Regions from separate parts of the Rattus norvegicus genome. Here region 1 is linked to region 2. Evidence: chromatin contacts called from public Hi-C data. All regions are on one chromosome and are shown on one strand. The core of a region is the stretch at or near the end of the contact, and the rest is flanking DNA. Distances in the headings are between cores, read along the strand shown. Region 1 holds the start of Sgcd (sarcoglycan, delta). Region 2 overlaps Sgcd (sarcoglycan, delta).

Evidence for each region. A called contact is a pair of places that touch in the nucleus more often than the background predicts.
Region 1: a Hi-C map of psoas muscle shows a contact between it and region 2, with 2.7 times the contacts expected there. The contact joins the promoter of Sgcd here to the enhancer-like site in region 2. A contact is called at or near these places in 2 of 12 Hi-C or Micro-C datasets (Schwann cells and psoas muscle).

What each region holds. Positions count from the first base shown.
Region 1 is chr10:32,251,974-32,258,162 of GRCr8, reverse strand. It overlaps Sgcd (sarcoglycan, delta), which reads left to right and starts at 3,223. Exons shown (of 8, transcript NM_001134826.1): 1 at 3,223-3,493.
Region 2 is chr10:32,056,080-32,062,258 of GRCr8, reverse strand. The region is part of intron 3 of Sgcd (sarcoglycan, delta); the gene reads left to right. Among named protein-coding and RNA genes, the nearest start is that of Sgcd, 200 kb to the left of the region's middle. Within about 2 kb of position 3,063, at least 1 of the 93 cell types and tissues checked has an H3K27ac peak or open chromatin away from gene starts, as enhancers often do.

The sequences.
Region 1 (6,189 bases), core at 1,974-4,473, 200 kb before region 2:
GGAGGAAGTTATTCAGTGCCCTGCCCTATCATTCTCCCCTACTCCATAGAAACAGGGTCTCAATCAGGAGCGTGACAGGTCTCAATGAGACTGTGTCTCAAAGAAATAACCTGAATCTGAGGTAGCCGGGCTGCCAGCAAGCCCCGAAACTCACCCTACCCAACACCCAGCACTAGGGTAAATAAACATACTGGAAACCATGACTGACTTTTAATGGACTGTAAGGATTTGAACTCAGAACCCTGTGTTTCCAGAGGAATCACTTACCCACTAATCCATCCCCCGAGACCTTCCCTTCTACTTTTCCCCCTTCAATCTCTTGATAATTCTACTCAACCCATGTGACACAGATGGCTCTCACTCCTTTCCCTTAGCCTGCCAGTTTATCATGTGAGACAGATATGTCTGACCATCTGTTCTGTTAGAGAACTTGTTTGGCAGCGATCATGTGGATCAAAGTGGACCTCATAGAGTAGATCTGTTTTTGGGGAAAGACCTTGGATTTTTCTCTGTGAGAGTGAAGCCTCTGGGAATGCCTCACTGCCCATTGCAGAGAACAGAGATGGCATTGGAGCCGAGAGAAGCCTAGGGGAAAAGAAGACAAAGCCTTGACAACATCCTCCTCGTTCTTCTTGTGCTTCAGGACTGCATACAAACTCACTTGTTGATTTAGTATGTTCTCCTTTTTTTTTTCCCCCTTTTGGCTAACTTGAATGAATTCTCTCTGCTATAATCGAGAACAGTTCAAGAGCTGACCAATGAGGATGAGAAGCCGTCAGAGAAGGAGACTGAGGAATGAGTTCTACCATCCTTTTCGAAGGGAACACTGTATTAGAAACACGAGCTGCACTTAGGTAATTTGAACATTTACCGGGTGTCATACTGGCCACCCTCATTCTGCCTTATCTTACACAATACCCAACATATAAAAGTTACGAAAATAGAACTGTGAGCTTGCTTTCAAAGTGGGTTGCCCTGTCTCTAATAACTTAAACATTTGTAAACCACTCAACATTAAGAACTGCTTGAACTCCATCTGTCTGGAGGAAGCTGCACACAGCTTAATTAAGCACTGGGCACCACCACAACTAAGACAAAGGCAGTAGAAACCCACAAATCAACATCCAATTCTTTAGGATTTGTAGCAGCTGTTTCCTCTGAGTGATTTCTCTGTCCGTGTGGGGATTTTCACATTGCTGCTGGTCCTTGGGGATGAAGCTGTGTCTGAACGTGGGCATTGCAACTGTAAACGGCCGTCTCTTTATAGAACTACTGTTCTGAGCTTAGGGCTGAAGCCTAATTCTCTGGACAGCACTTGGTGCAGCCTCACGTGACGCACCGTGGATTCGATTCTACTGTTTGCCTTTCCTAAGTGTTAACCTAGAGGAAAGACTCCAGCGTTCTGATTGGTAATAAAGGAAGAGTAGCCGCATACTGGCTTATTGTTCCAACTAAACCTTGGGGCAGTCTCCTGTATTTGAGTTGATATGCCTGATTGAGACAGCATAAAATATCTAGGGAAAAAAATTCAGATAAAAGAAAGGGTCTAGGTTTTACTTCACCAAAACAACAAAGAAACTTAGTGATTTGTGGCACTGTTGTAAATTCATCACAGGGATTACCTCAATAAACCAGTAACTACTCCTATAAAGCAGGTTCAATTATTAATTTTAATTCACAGTTGACAAGAGCAAGGCCCCAGAGAGTTTAAACGAGTTGACTAGAACCTACAGCTGGGGCAGCTAGTTAGAGGAGAGAAACAGTTATACCCAGAATCAACTGAAGGCTGCTCACTTGAAAGCTGGGTACTGTAACCCCTCCCAGAATACACTACAATAGAAAGAGCACACATGACAGGGTTGCACCATGCCTTCCTTCCCCAGCATCAGCTCTGGAAAGAACTGTCTTTGCAACGCAGGATGAATCATCGCATCTCCCCAGGCCTGGGTTTCTCTGAATAAGATGAAGGCTGGAAACTATTTGGATTGGACAGCCTCTACGTTCTCTATGACCTCAGATGTATGGGCGTGTCTCACCACATGTGCCTGCCTGAATCCACATACACTGGCAAGCATGCTTGCAGGAATGCCTACCATACTGCCTCAGGCAAAAACATAATTGTGCTGAGATTGCTACAATGTGATACTAAACCCTGAACCCCAGTGAGTTCCAACATTTACAGCAGCCCACTCTAGAACAGAAATAGTTTTGAAATCTGGCAAGAAAACGGGAAGACAAACAAACAAAAGACAAAAAAAAGAGGAAGAAAAGAAAGAAGGAAAGAGGGAGAGAAAAAATGTTGATCCATGTGATTTAAATGTGAATGCAAAACAAAACGACGAAACTCACACACCAAATGTCCCTCCTTTACCTGTTTCCTGGAACATTAACTTGAAAACTTGACTTTGGCTTATTAGATACGGGTAGCTCCCCTTTGGGAGCACGTGTGTTTTGAGATTTCTCTCCTTTTTTTTTATGATAGGAAAGAGAAAATGTCGAAGGTAGACCACAAATCCCAGCAGGAGGTACCCAGAACATCTTGAGGGAGCGCCACCCAGGAAAAAGAAAATTACAGCTGCACAGATGTAGGATGCATTCTGGTCCCGGGTTCTTCCGTTTTCCTGTCACCTTAACAGAGTTGTCCCAGCATGTAAGAACGTTGCAGTCGGTACCATGTTACCTGCACAGCTTTAGAGCAAAAAGTATCCGAAGTGTCTGAGGAAAATAATTGCATTATTTTTAGTTTCAGAGATAAATGCAGCACGAGTCAGGTGGAGAGGACAACTTGGGAGAACGGAACTGGAAACGCTAAAAATATTGCTTCCCCAGCAACTGAAATTTTACGGGAAAAAACTTAGGAAGGGCCAGAGAGGAAGATGAAGCTAGAATTTATATCTCTTAGCTGCCGTCGGTTTGGTATTAGGAGTGCTAAGAGGGAGCACACTGGGCTTCCTCTAAGCAGTGGGGGATTCCTTGTGGAACCAGCAAGGTACAAAGAGACAATGTTGAACTGGGAGGGAAGGGGAGGGAGGGGGTATGATATGTCTACTACGTCTAGTACCAGCCTGTGCTGGGAAATCCAACTCCTTTCTAGAAGCAGCCTTCTTTCTGTGTGTGCGAGCCTAGCAGACAGACGCCATGAGCGCTGTTGCAAGAAAGCCAGTCTGTGTTTGACACACGTGTTTCCCACTGATATCTGGAGACAGCCCAGTAGCTGGGAGTCAGCTTGACAAAACCGGATCGAAGTAGAGGCAGAGTAGGGTTTCAAAGCAGGCAGTGAGAGAGCGGGAATGCTGTTCAGGAAATTCTTCAGGCATGGGCAGGGACTTGGCTGCAGTTGTGCGGCTGGAAAATCTGACTGGGGCAGCTCCTGAGCGCAGGCAGGGCCTGCTCACATGGGCGGGCTGAGTGGCCGCCTCCATCAGAGCCTCTCAGCTTTCCCCAGGACCACGGGGGACTTTTCATCCGCCACTCTGTGAAACAGACAAGAGAGGTAGGGGACCGTGCAGTGTTTGCCTTACCAGCCTAGCTTCCTGAGTCCTGTCTGCTTTTCGTTCACCAACACTGGGAGAGGTTCAGGGTGGGAAGAGGTTGCATGTGTATGTGTGAATTAACACATTTCTGCCCCGTCACCTGGGCAGAGGGACTGGATGCTTCTCAGCTTTGTTTGCCGGGCAACGGTCCGTAAGATCTGAGTTTCAACAGCTCCGGGGCACTTAGGAAAGTTAGCACTGCACAGTTATCAACAGTGAGGGAGGAAAAGTGTGGATTCCTGTGCTGTCACCCTGTTCCAGCGGTCTGGAAGTTTCCCTTTCTGCTTCACGGGACACTTGATTGATTGCAAAGATAATCTCCGATGAAGATGTTCCCGTTTTTTTTTAAAGCTTTCAGGATTTTAAAAGGGGGTGTTCCATACAGGAAACTGTCCTGGTTTTGGAGGGAATCAGAGTGTGAAGTATCTATTTTGGAATACACTTTCTTTTTGGTTAGGAGCAGATGTGTGTGTAAGGGTTCCCAGTGTTTAATTTTCAAATGTGACTTTGACTTTCTTATGTGAGATTTGAATGGCAATAATACATTTGTGTAGAACTATGCTGGATTGTTATTCTGCCTTGGTAAGCAATTCCCCTTTTACTCGGTGGAAGAAATAACGTGTAGTTTAATAAATGCCTCTGTATTTTATAACAGATAATAGAGCAAAAGCAGAAAACAGTCATTTATTTTTGAAAAAAATCACTGTTAAAAAACAGAGACAAATAGTGCGAATGTTTTATCGACTACCCCATTTTACTTTCACCTAACTAGAAGTAGTGCCTTAAAAATATTGACTAATTTTTAGCAGAAGAGAACTTTGCCTCGCCCCTTCAATCTTAGTTCTTTCTCATACATATACACTGTATTGTAATACGTAGAGTAGCCTTCCTAGAACTACTTTATTACTCCCTTCTGCATATGTATTTAGAAGACAAGCCATGCAGTGCTACTGTTTTTAAGAGTCTGGCTCAGCTCAGACAAGTTTGGACTAAAACTCATTCATCCCCTTTCAGGGCTAGTCCGGAGGGGACTTGGGCAAGAGCCTGCCTAGGGAAACCAGAGCAAAGGCTGGAGTGCCTGAATAGGTCATTAGCAAAGAGCCACTAGACCTTATGGGTGCTTCTCTTAGATAATGGCGTGAGTTTTAAGTCAGGACCTGAACCTCCCTAAGAGGTCATTGTTAGTACTGAATGGTGAGGGGATAAACAGAGTGTAGATGTTGGGATGTCTCTCTTCTCCCAGTCCTGGACCTAAGAAAAGTAGGCAGAAGCCATGGTGTTTGTAAAATTCTCAGATTGGCAATTGATACTTACTTTCCTCACAGTTTTGTTTTTGGGGGATGGAATCGGTGTGTGACTGGCAGCTGGCTTTCTCAGTCATACACTTGTTTTCCTTATTAACCTCATCTTTGTGTCTGGAAGGGTTAGAGTTGGGTAGGGCAGAGCAGGGTGGGGCAGCTTAAAGTATTTAAGGACTCCCGACAGGCGAGGGAGGGCAGTTAGAAGTCAAGATGGACCATGGCTCTCCTTCCTGGTGCCTGGGCAGATTAGTAGCTAAGCTGAACCACAGCCAAGCACCCCTTGCCAGTAACAGAGACAGAGAGTGATCCGGAATGGCATGCCCCTCTAAATTTAGTACGTGTCAAGCTTTCTGCAGAAAGAGGCGTGACATAGCAACTCCGGGTTGCAGGATTGTGCGAAGCAGTGCCCAAACTGGGAAGAAACTCTGTAGTTTCTCTTTACAAATGAGGGAATCTCACATTCTCTTGTGATTTGAAAGAGGGTCCGGGGAAGAGGAGGGCAGAGAAAAAGAAATCTGGCACAGAGGTGACTCCAGGAAGGACAGAGGTGGGCAAAATAAGCATGGGACACCAAGGGAGATCTCCATACAGGAAATCAGCACAATTATTAGAATCCACCAGACACTGCTCTGCAGGCCTTCACCTGAAGGTAACTCAATCACAGTTCACAAGGCTGCTTTACCTTCCTCACAAGGAGAAACATTATGGTCAGCCTGCTCTGCAGTACCTTCTGGAAGTAATCAGAAAGCACATTTTATAAGAATAGCATTACCCAGAGGGCTCAGATTTCCAAAGCAGGAGAGAACAGGCTCTTGGGGCCTTATTTTAGCCTGTATTCCTTACAGAACTATTCCTGCAGGAACATTGAGTGAAGGGACCAGGTGGACATGAGCAAGTCACTACTGGAATGAAGCTATTCCAGGCTCTGCTAGACCTACTTTATTACAACAAAGTTTTGAAAAAGAAGATCATGTTCTGTATGCTTTTTTAGAGCAAAAAAATGGATGTTTGTAATTTTTTTTCTCCAAAGATATAGGACTGATAGACGATTATGTGTGATAACTACAGAGATACGAAGGGTAGCTAGCAGACAGGTAACAGAGACAAAGACACAAAGAGTGATGTGGAGTGAAAGAGAATAGAAAATAGACTAGAAGATAGATAGGCAGATAGATAGACAGACAGATAGATAGATAGATAGATAGATAGATAGATAGATAGATAGATAGATAGATAGAAAGACAGACAGATAGATAGATATCACAGAGAGTTGAGATAGGTATGTATAGTGGTCCAGAAAGGCACAGAGATGGAGAGAGGAGATAAATGATTAGTAGATGAGATTCATGATAGAT
Region 2 (6,179 bases), core at 1,814-4,313:
AAATGGTAAGAAAAGGCCAGTTCCAGTCCAGGGGCACGTCACAATTGGAAGTGCCTGATAAGACTCAGGAGAATAAGAGAGATGAGCTAGCTTTAAGGATGACTCAGGTTCCCCTATACTTCTGAAAGCTTTGTTGTTCTTCACAATTAAATTGTTAGCAAAAAGAAATAAAGTTACTATAAAATGTTTTTCATAATGTTTCAATCAAAACATCTTTCAGCAGCACTGGTTGCACCGGGTGCTTCATAATTGCCATTGTGTATTGCACTCTTGGTCTCAATTTAAAAAACCTTGTTCCTTGTCAGAATCACAGATGACTGTTTGGAAGATGTCATTTCAAAGGTGGAAGGGGACATTTCTTTGGCCCATGAAATGATGAGCAAATCTGTACTGTTCTGTTGATTTTTGCGATCTCTGGAAGTAGCGAAGTGTAACCTTTTGATGCTGTGCACAGTAAATTATTGTCAGAGATATTTTAAATGGCTCTTGCCTAAAACCGTAAGGGTGGGACTCTAGAGTGTTTCCATGTTTATCAGCAGAAATTTCAGCCCTTAGGCAAGTACCAAAATGGTCTGCAAAGAAAAAGAGGTTTTTAAGATTAATAAATATTCCTCAGATGCCCCTGTTGTATGTTAGAGGGAAAGAAAGAAGGAAGGGTAGATTGTGACAGCAACTACAAAGGTGAAAGAGTGAGGAAGACAGACAGCCATGCTATCCTTCTTGCTTGCTACAGTGGTGTGACTTCCTCCAGGTACCGAGCCACCACTCGCATTATGCAACATCAGAGTCGTGGAAATCAAACTGCTTTCTCTCAAGAGAAAAACACAAGTACAGATGGTGGGATAATTGAAGTGTTCTACCATCAAGCTGTATAGATTGGTTTTAGCCCTCAGTTGAGGCTCAATTTTGTTTCTCAACATGAGGGGAATATTTATGGCAAGATGAGCTTTCCTTAGGTGGTAGCTCATTAAGGTGTAAGGAATGGAGTTGGGTTCCTTTTCAATTAGGACCGTATAGCTATCTGTTGTTTGTCCTTGACTTAGGTTGTTAGTAAGACAAGAATCCCTCATCCTGCAGCATTTCTGACATGTTTATTTTCTCTTGGGTTTCTATATAAGCTCTTTAAGATGTGGCAGTCACAACCACACTTTCCATCACTACCACAAAGAGTTCAGGAGTCATAGCATTATATGTTAGCAAAATGTGAGGCAGGAAGAGCTATGACTGGCATGTGCTGCCACTATTTAACCTTTTAGGAGATACTTGGAGGTCCTCTGCTGTGATTTGAGGCCCTTATAAAAGAAAAATCATAAAACATTTGGCCTTTTATACCTGTTCTGTCCTTCTCATTACTTGTGAATATACAGTTCTCCCCTGTAAAGGGGACAGCAATTGAGCTAACGCCTTGGCAGCTGAGAGTGGCCCACACCATATAACTGAACCTTGGGCTTCTCAGCTTGTTTGTAATTTATTCTGTAAGAATTCATTTAAATATCAGTACAAAGAGGATTTAGATGGGAATGTACTAAGAGAAGTATAATGGAAGAAAATCAGGCATCAGCAGCATAGCACAATGCTGAAAGGACAGATAAGACTGGGGAGATGACTCAGTAGGTCAAGCCATAGATGCTCAAGAAACGGAACCTGAGTTAACCAAGAATTTGAACAAAGACGGGCACAGTAGCTTATGCCTGTGAGCGTAGCGCTCCTGGCTACTTGAAGGGCAGAGACATGAGCATCCTCACAAGCTCCTTGACTAACTAGTCTGGTAATTGCAGCGAAACACAGAGACCCATTCTCTATCAAGGTGGAAGATGAGGACAGACACCTAATTTTCTGACAAGGAAATTCATTGGATTGTCTGATATCAGGTTGTTGCATAAAAAAGAAAGTGAAAACTTAAGTGTATGGCCAACAACAGCACAGTGGTTAATGGTGGGGTGTGGGAGGCTTCATGCCATATCTCCATGTATGAACACAGAGAAGTCTTTGGGTTCTTCCGCATATGCCATAAGGCCCTGTGAGATTCAGCAATATTGATTATAAGGTCAAGCTGTATAGTATTTTTTTAAGTTGGCTTAGCAAAAGGTCTATTTTTAAATTACCCTTTAGGAAATAAAATAATCCACAAAGCAAACTGTTGTTTGGGTTTAGACATAGAGCTTTGGTCAGTAAATTCATGGTCCAAGAGAGCCATGAAGGCTCTACAAAGCAAAAAAGAAAAGACCCCAGAGAGAAACCTGGACACAGAGCTCTTATGTTCTTATGATCACTGAAAACGTCCTACCAGAAAATGCTAGGGATTAATTAATTACTCTATTTGTTTATTTTTGGTACAAGAGTTCATGCAGCCCATGCAGGCTTTAAATGCCCTATGTAGTAGAGGATGACTTTCAGTATTCGCGCTTTCTTCCTCCACTGCCTAAGTGATGGGATGACGTGCGTGCAGTACTATGCAGAGTTTTATGCCATGTCAAGGAACAATTGAGGGGATTTGATTGTGCATTCCAGGCCAGTGCTCCATACACTAAAGGTCCTCCCCAGTCCTTGGTGGCGAACCTGTAAGTATTCCTAAGATCCCTCTGGGTTTTGCTTTTCTTTCAACAGTGACCGTCTTTATCTTTAATAGACAACAAAGATTTGCTTTTAGAGAGATTCAGTAAACTAATAGGTGTAAAAAGTACCTTACAGAGGGTATAACCCACAGTAATTGCTCATACATGTTTACTGAATTTGAATCTAAGCAATGTGAGCTTAAACTTCCATGCTGAAAAGGCAGTAGAGAGGGCAGGTATAAATGTCCCATTTCACTCCTTATGATGGCTCTGTGAAGAAGAATTTCTAATTATAGTCATCTTACTCAAGATAAGCAGCAGACAGTTATAAAGAATGCACATCTTATATCCCAAGCCAACTAGATTCTCTCTCTTTTAAAAAAAAACAATTATTTTGTTTTTATGTATATGAGTATGTTGGCATGTTTGGAAGCACATGGCTTGCATGAGGATGCCAGAAGAGGGCATCAGATCTCCTGGAGCTCGAATTACAGATGGCTGTTAGCTGCCACACATACAGGGAACTAAACGCAGCTCCTTTCCAAGAGCAGCAAGTGCTCTTGAGTGCTGAGCTGTCTTTCTACCCACTCACATTTTCTACCCCCAAAGCAGATTTTAACACTGACCTTAACTGAAATGTTCTACTATCTTGAGTGGTAGGCAGTAGATCTAGGTTACGTTGTGTTGCTTGTTGACTTACTTTCTCTGTAATCCAGGGAAACGTGCAAGCCTCATGCGGGTGCCACAAAGATGAGAGAACCTTATGGCCTCCTCTCTATCAGTTTCTACTTCTCTGACCTTTCCTTACACTCCCTCTTATACATTCTCTCCTAGTTTTCTCCTCAACTTAAATCACAAATACCCTATCAGGAAGCTCTAACCTATGTGGTCTGTGGGTTTTACATACTGCAGGTTAGTTATGAATTCAGCCCAGCACAAAATGGTAAACATACTTAAAATATTATAATTTTATTCTCACAATATTTTTCATTTACTCAATCACCCAGTTCTTAAGCATGTACTTTGTAGATTAGAATATCATTTTGCAGTGTCAAAAGCTAGAAATACCTGATTGTACTGTTTCCTACCACAACATGGCATCTTTCTAATTATGCCTTTTATTTAGAAGTATATTAGAGTACCTGTTTAAAAATGCTCAAGGATTTGTATACAAATGAACCCAGTGACCCACAGATGTACCAAGTTACCATAATATCTGATTGAAGGTAGGTCCTGTGGAGTCATCAGATATGCTTCTATAACACATAGCCAGGATTGTGTAGAATTAAGCCTTACCTTTTGTAGGTTCTTAGTGTTGAAGGTTGTGTTAGTCACATTTCTTAGTGGTGGGACAAATGCAAGACAAAGGTAAATTACAGGAGGAGGAGTTTATTTTGCCTCATATTTTGTAGGCAGATATGCATATGGCAGGGAAGACGGCATCAGGAGGACCAGGCAGTTGGTTACCTGACATCCATAGTTTGAAAAAGACAGAGTGCTGGTTTTGTGCATTTTATTCTGCCTCCCTTTTTTCAGTTCAAGAAAACAGTCCATGGGATGAAACCTCTTATATTCAGGGTTGGTGATCCATAGCTCAGTTAACGCTCTCTGGAGGAACTATCACAGACACATGTGGTGGTATATCTTAGGCGATTCCATATTCAGTCAGGTTGGTCATTGAGATTAACCTGTCACTTGAGGGGTAGCTTTGGTTCTCATCCATCACTTTCCTTCCTTCCATACTGTCGATGTGCTTGTAGTCTTTGCCATATTCAGGGAGTTTTCAAATTTCGGCATGTGCTTTCTCCCTTAACTGTGATATCAATTCCCTCTGTTTAACTCCATAGCCTTCAGCCATGCTGAAAATGACACTTCTATTCCTTTGTGGAAATGTGCTTGAGATATCTCCTTTTCCTCTGGGAGCGCTTGTAACAGGTCATGTATAAGAAAAGGAAGCACAAAAGCACTGCACATGTGAGGTAGGGCCTGATGGAAATGGATTTGAAACGTGGCTTTAACTGTTTCTAGCTTTGTAACTTCTGGCGTGCGATGTGACACGGTAACATCATTCAAATCATTGAGCTCTCATGAAACTTAAAAATCAGTGAATACAGCAATTAGCCAACAGTCACACCTAATGCTTAAGTGGCTCTAAGTGGCTACTCTAGTAAGTCAAGGCTTGGCAGTAAAGGAGAACCCCAGAACAGAACCAGTACCTGGTCACGTCTCTATTGTGGAATACATGAATCTTCCTTATGTTCATTTTCATTTCCTAATTCCAGTTAAAATGGACAGAGGGGGGCTGGTTTTCAATTCTCTCAAGATTCTGCCTTCTGAGCTGAAGTGAAGGCAAAGAGAAATCTCTCTTTTCCAAAGAGAGTCATTTCCCAGAGGTGTCTGTTCAACCCATATATGCAAATAGAGCCACAATGGTTTCATTGGAAGTTATTCAGAATGTGACACGCCAGTGTGAACCTTAAAGAATGTTACCGGGGCTTGCTACCCTTTGGTTCACAGGGTACACCCACAAGGAAACAGAAACAAAACAAAGGTAGGTAGCCCCTCTTGGCACAGTTGATTGACTTTAATAGGTCCTGATTATGCTGCTCATATTCCATGAAATTAAAAAGCTTACAAATGTTATGAGCCATTACCCTTCCATTTAAGGGAGCTTATGACATGTTAGCAACATTTAATGAAATTCTTTTCAAAATGCCACAGGCAGCTCCATGAGATTCCATGTTGAAATGCAACTTGAAGAATTGTTGCAGGAAAGTCTGTCCTCTTACCTTTGTCAATGGCTGCAACCCACGCAAAGGCTGAAGGCAGATTCTTCTCCAACAGAGGATGACTGTGAGATTTCTTATGTCCCTGACTTGACCATGAACTCATCTCCATTTTCCAAAAACACTAGAAAGAATGTCCTGTGAATGTTTGGGCTTATACTTATGGTCAGTATTCAAAACAGACTACATCTTTATACATCGATAAATTTAAAGACTTAAAATCCATTCTGTTCAGCTCTGTCGGCAGCTGTTGACAAGTTAAAACATTCAAGCAAATATCCCCAAACTATATTGTCTCTGCTGTCTTCAACGAGCTGGGCAACATAATTTGGGAGATAAGCGTTTGTGTAAAAAGACAATTAACACAAAAGTAATGAGATGATTAAGTCCTAGATAAGGCAGCACTTATTATTTATACGATAAAAGTTCATAAAAAGGGAAGTCTTATATAGTATAGAAAAGATGAGTAGAGAGATAGAAGCTATTAAGAGATAATGAATATTCTTTGCTAAATAGTTTTTTCATTTAACTTTTATTAAGGGATAGTTAATGACAATATTCATTCCCTCTGCCTGCATATTAACACCCTAAATATTTCCCTGTCTTGTTGCTGATATCTTCTGCTACTCTTTAAAATCGTATGGTTACTGAAAGTTACTGAAATCCTTGTATGTGTTTTCTTTAAGTTCCCTGGTTATGAGGCAGATCACGCTGTTATGCCCGGTGGGTGGATGAAGCGGGTAGAATTCAAACCCAGATCCGAACTAATTTGGGACCATGTTTCCTGTCTTCATGTTGATCTGCTTTGAAGAACAACTGATTTCAGGGAAGCACCTCA